Linked DNA regions of Callithrix jacchus: region 1 is linked to region 2. Evidence: chromatin contacts called from public Hi-C data. All regions are on one chromosome and are shown on one strand. Each heading gives the region's core, a stretch centred on a gene start, on an enhancer-like site or on the middle of the called end of the contact. The rest is flanking DNA. Distances are from core to core; before and after follow the strand shown. Region 1 holds the start of TMPRSS11A (transmembrane serine protease 11A). Region 2 holds the start of LOC144581955.

Region 1 (6,069 bases), core at 1,351-3,850, 180 kb after region 2:
TCTCAGTAGAAACATGGGTAAAGCACATGAAAAAACATTTACAAACACAAAATCCTAGCAAGGATATTTTAAAAAGGCCCAAATAATGAGTATTCAGAGGACTACAATTAAAACAAAACTAAGGCACAACTTTATATCTAATAAACAAATGGAGTAAGTTGAGCGTAGGCAAGGATGTAGAACCATCACAGAATGCTCGTAGTAGCAGTAAATTTTAGTTGAATTGCATATATGTATGCTCTATGACCCAGGAATTCTGTAACAGCCAATATCATGTACTAAGTCACTTTCAGGTTGTATTCCAGTACATTTTCTTCAGATTAGACTAGAATCAATAATCAATCTTTGTATTTAATTGTTGAAGGACGAAGAACGGTTTCCTCACACTGAATAAAAATCCCAGGGTAGTTAGAATAAGTAGTAAAGAACTATCCTAGCATTCTTTGCAAAATAATCAACATAAAATTTCATTTCTCAGAGTTGCAGGCAATATAAAAAGAAAGTTTTGGACATTAAACTTCTATGTAACTCTGGTAAATAAATATCATATTTATAACAAATACTTGTAACTAACTGCACTAACTGGCACTCACAGAGACCCAGGAGTTTTGCATACTCCAGACCCAGGAATTATGGCAAGGTAAGAGATCCATCCATGCATTCCCCTCGAAAGGGGTGAATATAGGAACCCAAATGGCATGGTTATGCAGTCCCCACTCCCACGACACTACACAAGTTAAGATCCACTGGCTTGGAATTGGAGCTCACCAGCAGCAGCAGCCTGGAGACTGCCTGAGATGGACAAAGTTCCCGTGCAGATCATGGCCACACTGATTCTTTAAGTGGGACCCAGAACAATCTCAGGACCCAGGACCTCCTTACTGTGTGGGGACTCCCTGCGGGAATCTCAGCGACTCCAGTAAGGTTTATATGGACAGAACTCTAATGTCTTCTTGAAATGGAGTCCCCAGGGGAAGGGCAACTCTTATTTCTGTGGTTCAGTTGACTTCGCCTTTCTAGGCTGCTGACTCTGGAGAGGCCAGGAAATTAGTGCAGCACACCTGCTATGCCAAGAGGCAGTCAGACTGTTTCTTTAAGCAGGCCTCTGATCCAGTTACTCCTGACTGGGTAAGAACTCCCAATGTGAGTCTCCAGACACCTCCAACAGGGGTATTCAGCATCAGGCTGGTGCCCCCTGGGATGGAGCTGCCAAAGGAAGGAGCAGGCTTCCATCTTTGCTGTTCTGGTGAGATCTTCAGGTATGGGAGGGACCAAGGCAACTAGGGTCTGAAGTGGACCCCCAGAAAGAACAGAAGCTCTGAGTTGCCTGAATCTTTAAAAAACAAAGAAACAGAAAGCAGCAACAACAAAATCAACGGAAAAGATCTCGCAGAACCCTATTCAAAGGTCAGCAACCACAGAGATTAGAGGTAGATAAGCCCACAAAGATGAGAAAAATATGGTGCAAAAATGCTGAAAACTGAAAAGGCCAGAGTGCTTCTACTCCTCCAGATGACCACAACACTTTTACAGCAAAGGCACAGAACTGGGCTGCGGCTAAGATGGCTAAACTGACAGAAGTAGTCTTTGGAAGGTGGATAATGACAAACTTCACTTAGCTGAAGAAGCACGTTCTAAGCCAACACAAAGTAGCTAAGAATCATAATAAAACAATACAGGAGGTGATAACAAAAATAGCCAGTTTAAAAAGGAAGCTAACTAACCTGATGGAACTAAAAAACACAACACAAGAACTACGCTATACAACCACAAGTTTCAATAGCAACATAGACCAAGTGGAGGAAAGATAGACTTAAATAGTAGCCAAGGGCTGCTTTTTCCCCACCCACAACGTCCACAATCAGCTAGTGATGGGGAAAATAAACTATTATTTTTTAGAGCTAGATTTGTATCAAGCACCATTCATATAGTAATTCTAATTGATAAAGAGGAGAATCTGTGGTGTCAGAAAAACCTGGAGGTTTTGAAATACTGGCTCTATCGTTTACAGAAATATGAGACTAGTCAAATTATTTCACATCTGTGAGCCTCAGTTTTCATTTCTGTAAAATGAGGTTAATTCCTCCCCACTGTTGTGAAGTATTAAATAAGATAATGCATGTAAAGTATTAATGACTGGCCTTTGATGAGTACTATTTATTTGCAATAACTAAAATTTCATTTTTAAAATTTTCAACTTTTATTTTAGATATAGTGGATACAGAGATACCTGCTGCTCAACAAGAATTTACAGAGTATTTCTTGAGTCATATTTATATATGTATTTAGGTTTTAAGAAGATCTGAGTGTTTTTATCGAGAGCTTTTATGTGAAAGTTTAAGATACTTGTATACTTACCAATAATCTTCTTTAAACTCTTAATTCTGGTATATTCCTAAGATATTTTTCATTCAAATCTTTGTAACCAGTTTCTTCTCCTTTAATAAAATTAGTCCAGACCAAAAAAATATATTGCTTTCTGGTAGGGACTATGCTGTCTCTGGCTTTCTTCAAGGTATTCTATGGGTTGAAACGTCTCTGTTCAGACTTGTCCAACTAGTTTCATTTCGACTACTTGTAATTTGTTTCCTTATTTCTTTGAGCCATAGACTTCCTATGCATCTAGAGATGTCATATAGCTGATTAGAAAGTGGAGTTAAGTGGGTGCAGATCTGTGAGATCATATTCTTCCTCCTGTCCATGATGTATCGGTAAGTTCAGTTCTGTTTTATAGATGGCTTGTTTGCTGTACTGTCTGTCAGTAACCAGGTACCTGATGTGCCAGAGGACTGCTAGTGAGATGTCTTTAGTGGAGTCAATCTCCATTGGATTTTTAAAAATTTCTGGAGTTATGATAGCATTCTGGATTAATTAATCTCTGTGTTTCAAATCAATGTTTTTGTATAAAAATTGTTAGCATTATTTCATGTTGCCAAGTTCAATAGTTAAGATTTTAGAAAAGGTTAATTAAACACTATGTTATATTGTGTCCTAACTGGTTTTGATTTTGTGTGTGTGTGGAAGGAGGGTGTTTATGTGTTTTAAAACAAGCCTCCTTTCAGCAATCTTGACAAAAGTAAGCCTTTATAGCGTTTTCTCTTTCGCTGTGCTTACTTGTCCCTTATGGTGGGTACTTGGGGGCCAAATGCAGATTGAGAGGTAAATAGCTGCAGAGACACCTGCCTCCATTCTAGAAGACCCAGGGTCTCCTTGTGGGAGAACAAGAAAACAAGCTCAATATTGGGAAAACGTCCCTATTCTCTACAATTCTTCCCATTACATTTTGAAGAAAAAATATATGAATTACTTGGATATTGTTTTTCAAAATGGGGCTTTCCATGTGCAAAGAATAGGAAAAAAGAAGATTCCTTGGCATAACTATATACAGTTAAAATAATGATATTAAACATCCATGATATTATCATATAATATTTGATAATAATATTTCACCATTGTTTAGACTTATACTATTTTCCAAACATCTTTATGTATGTTATTTCCTGTAATAGCCAAGACAGTCTTGTGGCTAAGCAGAACAATAATCACAAGTATCGTTAACTCCCACTTTAAAGCAAGGAATTTGAGGCAAACAGAAGTTAGGGGACGTCTCCCAGTCTAGAGGGCTGTCAGATGCCAGAACCATGGCTATAATTCCCTGGAGTCCTCAGCTCCTTAGAGTCCAGACTTCCTTATTAGCTTCTGCAACCTGTCAGGGTGGCAAAGATTCCACCCTGACAGGTGGAATTCAGAGATGATTTTCAGAGGTGAATTTCAAAGATGATAATTTGATACTAGATTGACCACTAAGTTAGTGAAGTTCACTAGGCTTCCTTCAACACTCATAAAATGCATGCTTGCATCAGTCCTTCAATATGCACATAGTAATTGACAAAAGGTCTCTGCGACCCTCAGAAAGGGTCTCCAATGCTTTAAACATAATCAGCACTCCATAAATATTTGCTGAACAAATTAATGGGCAAACAGATGTAAATATCTATCATTAATGTTTTACTATTAATAATTATTTTAAAATTTTAATAACTTACTATTAAATTATTAAAGCATATTGAATGAGAAAATGCATATCCATGTCTATAGAATTACGGTATTGTAAAACAGGTTTCCAGTTTTTTATATTTCATATTCCACAAATAATTTTTTTAATATCAAATTTATAGCCACCAAACGTGTCCTGTCCTATAAACATTGATATATTTATGGGAGTGTCTGCAGCTGGGGAAGTAAGTTACAGAGGTAGAATCAGTGGGCAATGCCATTGTTCTGGATATCAGTGACACCTATGGATAAAGAAAGGAAACATGCTGGGAAAGGTAATCCCTGCACTTTAGGAGGCCAAGGCAGGCAGGTCACTTGAGGTCAAAAGTTAGAGAACAGCCTGGCTAACATAGTGAAACCCTATCTCTACTAGGTATACAACCATTAGCCGGGCGTAGTGGTGTGCACCTGTAGTCCCAGCTACTTGGGAGGTGGAGGCAAGAAAATAGCTTGAACCCAAGAGTTCGAGGTTGCAGTGAGCTGAGATCACACCACTGCACTTTGGCCTGGGCAACAAGGTGAGAGAAAGAAAGAGAGAAGGAAGGAAGGAAGGAAGGAAGGAAGGAAGGAAGGAAGGAAGGAAGGAAGGAAGGAAGGAAGGGAAAGAAGGGAAGGAAGGAAGGAAAAGAAAGAAGGGAAGGAAGGAAGGAAGGAAAAGAAAGAAGGGAAGGAAGGAAGGAAGGAAAAGAAAGAAGGGAAGGAAGGAAAGAATGAAGGAAGGAATAAGAGAAGTAATACCACTGATTTGATAATAGAAAGGAAAAATATGAAAAATATAAAAAAGAAAGAAAGAAAGAAAAAGTGAGAAAAAAGAGGGAGGGAGGGAGGGAGGGAGGAAGGAACAAAGGAAGGAAGGAGGGCAGGAAAGAGAAAGGAAACAGTAGGAAACATTGAATGGTTATGGTTTTTTAAAGCCAAATTCATGCAATATTAATTTAGGATTTGGAGGATTTGCAGGAGGTGTCAGGTCACACCAACAGGTAGGCTTAAGAATTGAGGTAAAGCAGATGCTTAATTACTACAATACCCTATGTTTCACCTACACTCATTCCACAATATGTTCTACAGTCATGCTCGCCATTCGTACTTCTCCATTAGCAAGAAACACAATGTGGAAGCCTTGTCAAATAGATTCAATTTGTATCTTTGCTCTTTGGGCTGTCATGAACCTTGGATCTCTTCTCTATGGGTTCTGTTACCCTCTTCTCTGTATTGCAGGGATGCAGGGATTCTTTCTGTTTTGATGTGAATCTCTGTTTGAATTTTCCTTTAGAAATAGCCATACACCTACTTTTTCCTATACTTTGTTAATTGAGTGATTCACTCACTTGGACTCCTCCATTATCTCTCTTATGAAAGATTGAAATACCAAATGACTTCTTTGGGTGAGATTTGTATCCTGTTCCCAGAAGTCTGGCATCTCTCTTTTTCCATAGCTGTTTATTTTCATACTGTTTAATAAATGCAAAAAAAAGTCAGAATTCTCCTCTTCCTCATCACATTTAGAGAAAAAGATAGTCCTGGGCAGGTCCTTTGTAAGCTTTCATGTTTAATATTTTAATTTCACTTCAGATGATAGTTTCAATCAACTTTCAATTTACCATGAGCATTTCCTAACATATTCTAAAATTATACCTTCAGAATTAAAACAAAAATAGAAAATCTCCATGTTCGTTACTAATCATTAAACTTGTTATAAATTATCAATTAAATATTACTTTTGGGTTAGTTTTCAGTAGACTCATATTGCTTACTATAAATAAGCATTCACAGTATAATATACATATTATATTATGTTGGTGCATTTAATTATCTCAACAATCCTATGACTTAGGTAATATTATCTCCATTTTATGGGTGAAAAAAGTAACTAGCCCAATATCACAAGCTAATAAGTGGAGGAACGGAAATTTCAACCTGTAGAGGCAGAGCCCAAGTTTAACTAACAGGGTACTTAACTTTCTTTTTAGTAATTTCTAAGAGAAGAATGACATTTTTATTTTTAATTTGATT
Region 2 (6,051 bases), core at 182-2,681:
ATGTCCTTGTCCATGGCAAATTAGTCACTGTGAGTGACTGGAATCAATACTTTATGTGGGTTGGGTTGGAACATGCTATATATGCCTTCATGTCACAGCTTTTGTAGGAGGGGTGTGGTTGTGACCTAAATCTAGTCTGAATGTAGGCCCTGAGTCACATTCTTTTACTTGTATGGGGTTTTGATCAATTCCTGCAATCATTATGAAAGAATTTCACCATCAGCAAAACTAGACAAAACAGCACATTTTAGACGTACAGAGACCAGGCAGAGTAGTAGTTCTTTACCACTGTTAAAAGTTTCTGTGGAAATTCCTTATTTGTAGCATATTCTGAAAAAGTCACCATTCACCCTGAAAATGTGTAATGTGTTTTAATTAAAACAAATTTAAAAGCAAACTGTTCAATGACAGTTTTCTTTTTGGTTTTTGTTTGCTTTCTTGAGACTGTGGGTGGGTTTACTCTCTCAGTCTTTTTTTTCCTGTAAAAAGAAGGTTTGCTTCTACTTGGACCATGGCTTGTGGGAGGGTGAGAGGTGGTTAAAAAGTATATTGAGAGCTGGGGCCATGACTCATGCCTGTAATTCCAGAACTTTGGGTGGATCACTTGAGGTCAGGAGTTTGAGACCAGCCTGGCCAACATGATGAAACCCCGTTTCTGCTAAAAATACAAAAATTAGCTGGTGGTGGTGGCTCACACCTGTAATCCCAGCTTCTCGGGAAGCTGAGGCAGGAGAATCACTTGAACCCGGGAGGCGGAGGTTGCCGTGAGCCGAGATCTCCGTTGCACTTCAGCTTGGGCAACACGGCAAGACTCTGTTTAAAAATAAATAAATAAATACAAAGTACCTTGAGGCCGAAGGGAGCAGCTGGGCGCCATAGGTTCCTAGTTGCGCTGAAGGAAGACACCTGCCCAGAGCGGGTTGGGCCCCTCTTGCCTGCCGAGTATGGTCAGGTGGTCGCCTATCTTCCAGGTGAGTTTCTGCTCGCGCCCTCAGAAGTGGTTCTCCAAGAAGCCACAGAAGTGAGGGTCAGCCTGCATCACGCTCAGAGTGTGCAGATCCAGCAGGGCCTGGTTCAGGCTCGTCTCGAGGGCCAACGCCGCTTGCAGGGTACCCAAATGCTCTCCCTTTCCTCCCAGGCCGCTTTTGGATGGCATCGCAGAGAGCTCCGCGAGGGTTGTTGCGTCTTCCACAGACGCTGGCCGCCCTGTCGCTTCTCCTCGGCCAGCTCTCGGAAGGAGTGTCCCATGCCCTCCAGGGCCACGTCGTCGCAGTGGAAATAGAGGCCCAGAGAGAATTAGGTGAGGGAAGCCCGCAGCCGCTGGTTGACCAGGCTGCTGACAGAGGCCTCCAGTCGGTGCAGTAATTCTGGCTGATCTAAGAGCTCGCGGTTCCTTGGCAAGGAGCTAATGGGACACGCACACAAAAGAAAGGCCGTTGTGAGCGGGTCTTGGCCTGGGGCATGATGGGAAGGCCGAAAAGATGGCTCTGGGAGCTGCGGCAGGGGTGGGGGTCTGGGGAGGAAGTTATGGAGGGGTCAGAGGCTGGAGGCGGGAACTGTGCGGTATGTTTGCAGCTGAGTTTTTGTGTGACACAAATGTTAATTTCTGGCCATGGTCCCGGTCCCACAGTCCCTAGAAGCAAGCATAGGACCCTGCTTTATGAACTACATAGTCTCCACACATTAAGTGACTACAGTCTGTAATATTCACTTTTAAAAAATTAAAATTTTTACTGGTATTTACTGAAAATTTGATTTAGTGTCTTGACAAGTCCTTATATAGTATTTATATCATACTTGAGCTTCAGTGACCTAGATTAGATCTATGAAAAAGTCTTTTACTTACTGATTTTTTTACTTCGGAAAGTAGATTTTACACTATCTACTGATAACCACCTTTTGCATTTATCAAAGATCCCAAATAAGTATATGTGTAATAATTGTTGTCCTAAAATTTTATTAAATCACTTTTAAATGGCATTTTTAGTTCTTTTATATGATACATAAACTCAGTTTCTTAAAACGTCCAAAGACCAAAGGCCTTTAAAAGTAGTCTCAGCATATTAAATTTCAGTTATTAACGATCTTGATATTTAATCCCCATTGGTGGCAATTAACATAATATATTGTGTTCATTATCATCATCATAAATGAAACAGTAATGCTTAACATTTATTGAGTTCTTACTATGTGTCAGGCACAATTCCAATGACTTTGTGTGTTTTATCCCAATTGATCCTGCTGTCTGTTCCATGAAGAATACTATTATTATTTTAACTTTATAGATGAAGAAACAGATATCAAGAGGTTAACAACCATGTCCAAGAATGCAGAACAACACCCACTTTACACAATCCTGCCTCTTAGTCATAGAAGTCCAGGATAAGGAAGTGACTTTAAACGGAGATGTTGACAACTCACATTTTTGTGGTTCTTGTTTGCTGGTTTTATGTGTTTGTGTGTTTGCTGGCTTGCTTTTTCTGAAATGAGTGAAAATTTCTTATAGTTTTGGGTAATACTTAATACTAGTAAGGAGTCCATGCTGGGAAATGACATCAGCATTACTTTCCCAAAGGCATTTATATTTGTAAGGTATTTTATATTTCTCACTTGAGTCTATAAAAATGCCCTCTGAATCATGGTCTGGCAAATTTGGCTCTCATTCAGGTGGAGCCTGGATGCCCATTCATTTAGAAGGGGCAGAAGAGATTAGAGGATCTAGTCTTGGGGTGGGGGTAGGAGTTTATGGAGAGGAGATTATGGAAAGTGATACTAGTGACTGCTGAGATTCTAATTAATCTTGTAATTTTATGTTTTTAAGCCTTCAGATGCAACTTGCATACCAGTGTAATGTTCCATGTGAATCCATGCCAGAACTCTGTCTGGGAGTTGGAATCCTTTTTGCTCCCATTTGCCTCTGAGAGCCATAGTTTATTAATGTGGAATAGCAAACTCAAATTTTGTGAAACAAACTTTTTACTACAAATAAATATTTCTATACCTTAAAGTGAAAATAGCTTGATGGTACCTAATTGATAAATTTTTAAACCACAACTTAAACTGAATTCTGTATGTTACTGAATTAAAGTTTGTTAATGGCAAAACTTTGCAATGAGAAATAGCAATGTAGATGCAGCTGTTTTATGTATTAAAAATTTTATGAATTATTGGCCGGGTGTGGTGGCTCACGCCTGTAATCCCAGAACTTTGGGAGGCCCAGATGGGCAGATCACGAGGTCAGGAGATCAAGACCATCCTGGCTAACACGGTGAAACCCTGTCTCTACTAAAAATACAAAAAATTAGCCGGGTGTGGTGGCACATGCCTGTAGTCTCAGCTACTCAGGAGGCTGAGGCAGGAAAATTGCTTGAACCTGGGAGGCAGAGGTTGCAGTGAGCTGAGATTGCACCATTGCACTCCAGTCTGGGTGACAAAGGAAGATGCTTCCTTAAAAAAAATTATGAATTATTTGTTAAAATCAAATACTGCCAATTAGTATTATGTCTACCATACACTATTCAAACCAAATAGATAATTCCGTGGATATTTTAAAATATACCATAAACAAAATGTTACAAATTAAAGTGTGCTCTACTTAATTATATAAACTTGTAAATAATGTTGTTTAAAAAGAACTACTACTACATTGGTTGTTTTATTCATAAAATAAATTAAGAAAAGTAGAGACCGGGTCTCACTATGTTGCCCAGGCTGGTCTTGAACTCCTGGCCTCAAGTGATCCTCCTGCTTTGGCTTCTCAAAGTGCTAGGATTACAGGCAGGAGTCACTGTGCCTGGCCAATAAAATACAATTTCTAACTATGTTTCCTGATAGTTTTGATGTTATCATTAAAAGTGGTACAAAATTTGACACAGGCAGTTTTGATTAGAAATATTTATTTTAAATATTTTATACAAATTAATTAAATGTGTATAACAAAATGTGTGTAGTCCATGCAAAAGAGGTTCCAATGAAAGTGTTTTAAAAGGATATGACAATGTAGATTATTACACATATTAAATTTCTATACTTTAAAATCCTGAGATTAAGAAAAGAAAAATAATTATTACTTTAAAAGATTATCCTAGATATTTCTTTAGTTTGTATCAAAAGAAATGAAACCTCAGAGAGCGCAGTGTTTGCCAAGTCCAGAAACTTAATGTCCAGTCAATAATCTTAATTTTTTTAAGTCCTAGGAAGAATGCTTTTTTTAGAGCACTGCAGAGTGATAACTGGATTATCACTGGCTTGGTGATTTTCTATTATGTAGCCGACCTAAACGGTTTTATATTTGCTCCTTATCTCTCCTTTATTCTTAAATATTAATTAGGATGTTTATGGTGTCTGTAGGATGATACAGGTTCTGTAACTTTGATTTTTCTGTAAAACCAGCATCTCTATCAAGTTTCCTTTTTACTAACCCTTTTTGGAGTTTTGTCTTTTAAGTTCTTAGCTGCTTATGTTTCATTCATCATTTCTTTCTTCATTCATTCTCAGCCACAAGACATTCTACAGGCTTTTTTGAATCCAGTAAACTGCTGAATTTGTTGGTTTGCTTTTTGTGATTCTATAACATCCTTGGAAGAATGGCTTCAAATAATGAATAGTGTTTTCGGCTCTCTCATTTTCTCAGAGTATTGGGTCCTGTTACAAAGAAAAACAAAACAAAACAAATAAGTAAAATATGAATTTGTGGCATGTGTTCCTCTTAGGAAAGGTTACTCTTCTGGGAAAGAAGGGGACTTGGGCCCTCAACATCCTCTGAAGAGTATGTGTATGAAGGCTGAAGGTAGGTCCTTCCATTCTTACCAATATTCTGCTGGGTTTTCATTTTATTTTATTTTCCTTTATCCAACACTCCTATATGGACAGTAGCTACTTCATGAATCTGTGTATTTACTGTTATAAATGAGCCTGCTCAGATTGTTAGTCTCCCTGTTTTAAAAGGATATTGACTTTAAAAGGATATAGTTGTAAGAAGCCTCTTAGCATTTTCCTACAACTGAAAATCTATATGTTAGTTTCTATTCTATTCATCCCATCACTCTCAATAGTTTCTGGGGTGGGTAGCAACCTCAAAGCAAACGAGGGCAGTGCTATATGTAGCACAGAAAGGGAGAATATAGGGGAGTTCAGCCAAGCTTTTATGAGGAACTCTCTCCTGCACCTAGGAATCTGGAATAATAAGAAGTTTGCTACTTTCTCTGGAGGCAACTTTTTTGTTTTTGTTGATTGAACTATACCAACAAATTTTTTCTGTGGTGTTATATTGAAATCAATTAGTACATCTTGCATTTTGAATGCATCTTTTATTCATGCATGATTTTGTGACATAATTTGTATGTCTTGTTGAAAATGTTGGTTAACTAAGTGATATAGTTTGGCTCTGTGTCCCCACCCAAATCTCATCTTGAATTGTAATTTCCATGTTTCTGAGGAGGGGCCTGGTGGAAATCAATTGTATCATAGGGACAGTCTCCCCCATGCTGTTCTTGTGATAGTGAGTGAGTTCTCACAAGAGCCAATGTTTAAATGTGTGTGGCTTCCTTTGCTGTCTCTCCTGCTACCATGTAAGATGTACCTGGCATCCCCTTTGGCTTTTGCCATGAATATTATTTCCTAAGGCCTCCCCAGTGTTGTTTCCTGTGGCCTCACAGTTTCATGTGGATCTGTGAGTCAATTAAATCTCTTTTTTAAATAATTTACCCAGTCTCAGTTATGTCTTTATAGCAGTGTGAGAACAGACTAATCCACTGAATTAATAGTCCAAATGTTGACACCTTTCATTGTACTATATTACAAAGTCATGTTCATTAATATCACTGATCACATCATAAAAATATTTTAAGTATTAGGGGGGCTGTGAGGTTCATGGTAGCACAAATAAGTTTACCAAAATTCTACTTTTCTCAATAAATCTAAAATTTCATAATTAACAACAAATAGATGTTTTCTTTGTAAGAGGCTTACTTTATCAAGAAAATGTCTGCCACATACAGATTCTAAATATACTAAATCAATCCCTTCTAATAGGTTTTCAGTCATTCTTAT

Evidence for each region. A called contact is a pair of places that touch in the nucleus more often than the background predicts.
Region 1: a contact with region 2 is called in a Hi-C map of induced pluripotent stem cells, with 2.0 times the contacts expected there. The contact joins the promoter of TMPRSS11A here to the promoter of LOC144581955 in region 2. A contact is called at or near these places in 2 of 3 Hi-C or Micro-C datasets (induced pluripotent stem cells and skeletal muscle).

The regions. Positions count from the first base shown.
Region 1 is chr3:129,430,732-129,436,800 of calJac240_pri, forward strand. It overlaps TMPRSS11A (transmembrane serine protease 11A), which reads left to right and starts at 2,601. Exons shown (of 10, transcript XM_008993243.5): 1 at 2,601-2,711. The coding sequence starts at 2,701.
Region 2 is chr3:129,252,473-129,258,523 of calJac240_pri, forward strand. It overlaps LOC144581955, which reads right to left and starts at 1,432. Exons shown (of 8, transcript XM_078367961.1): 1 at 847-1,432.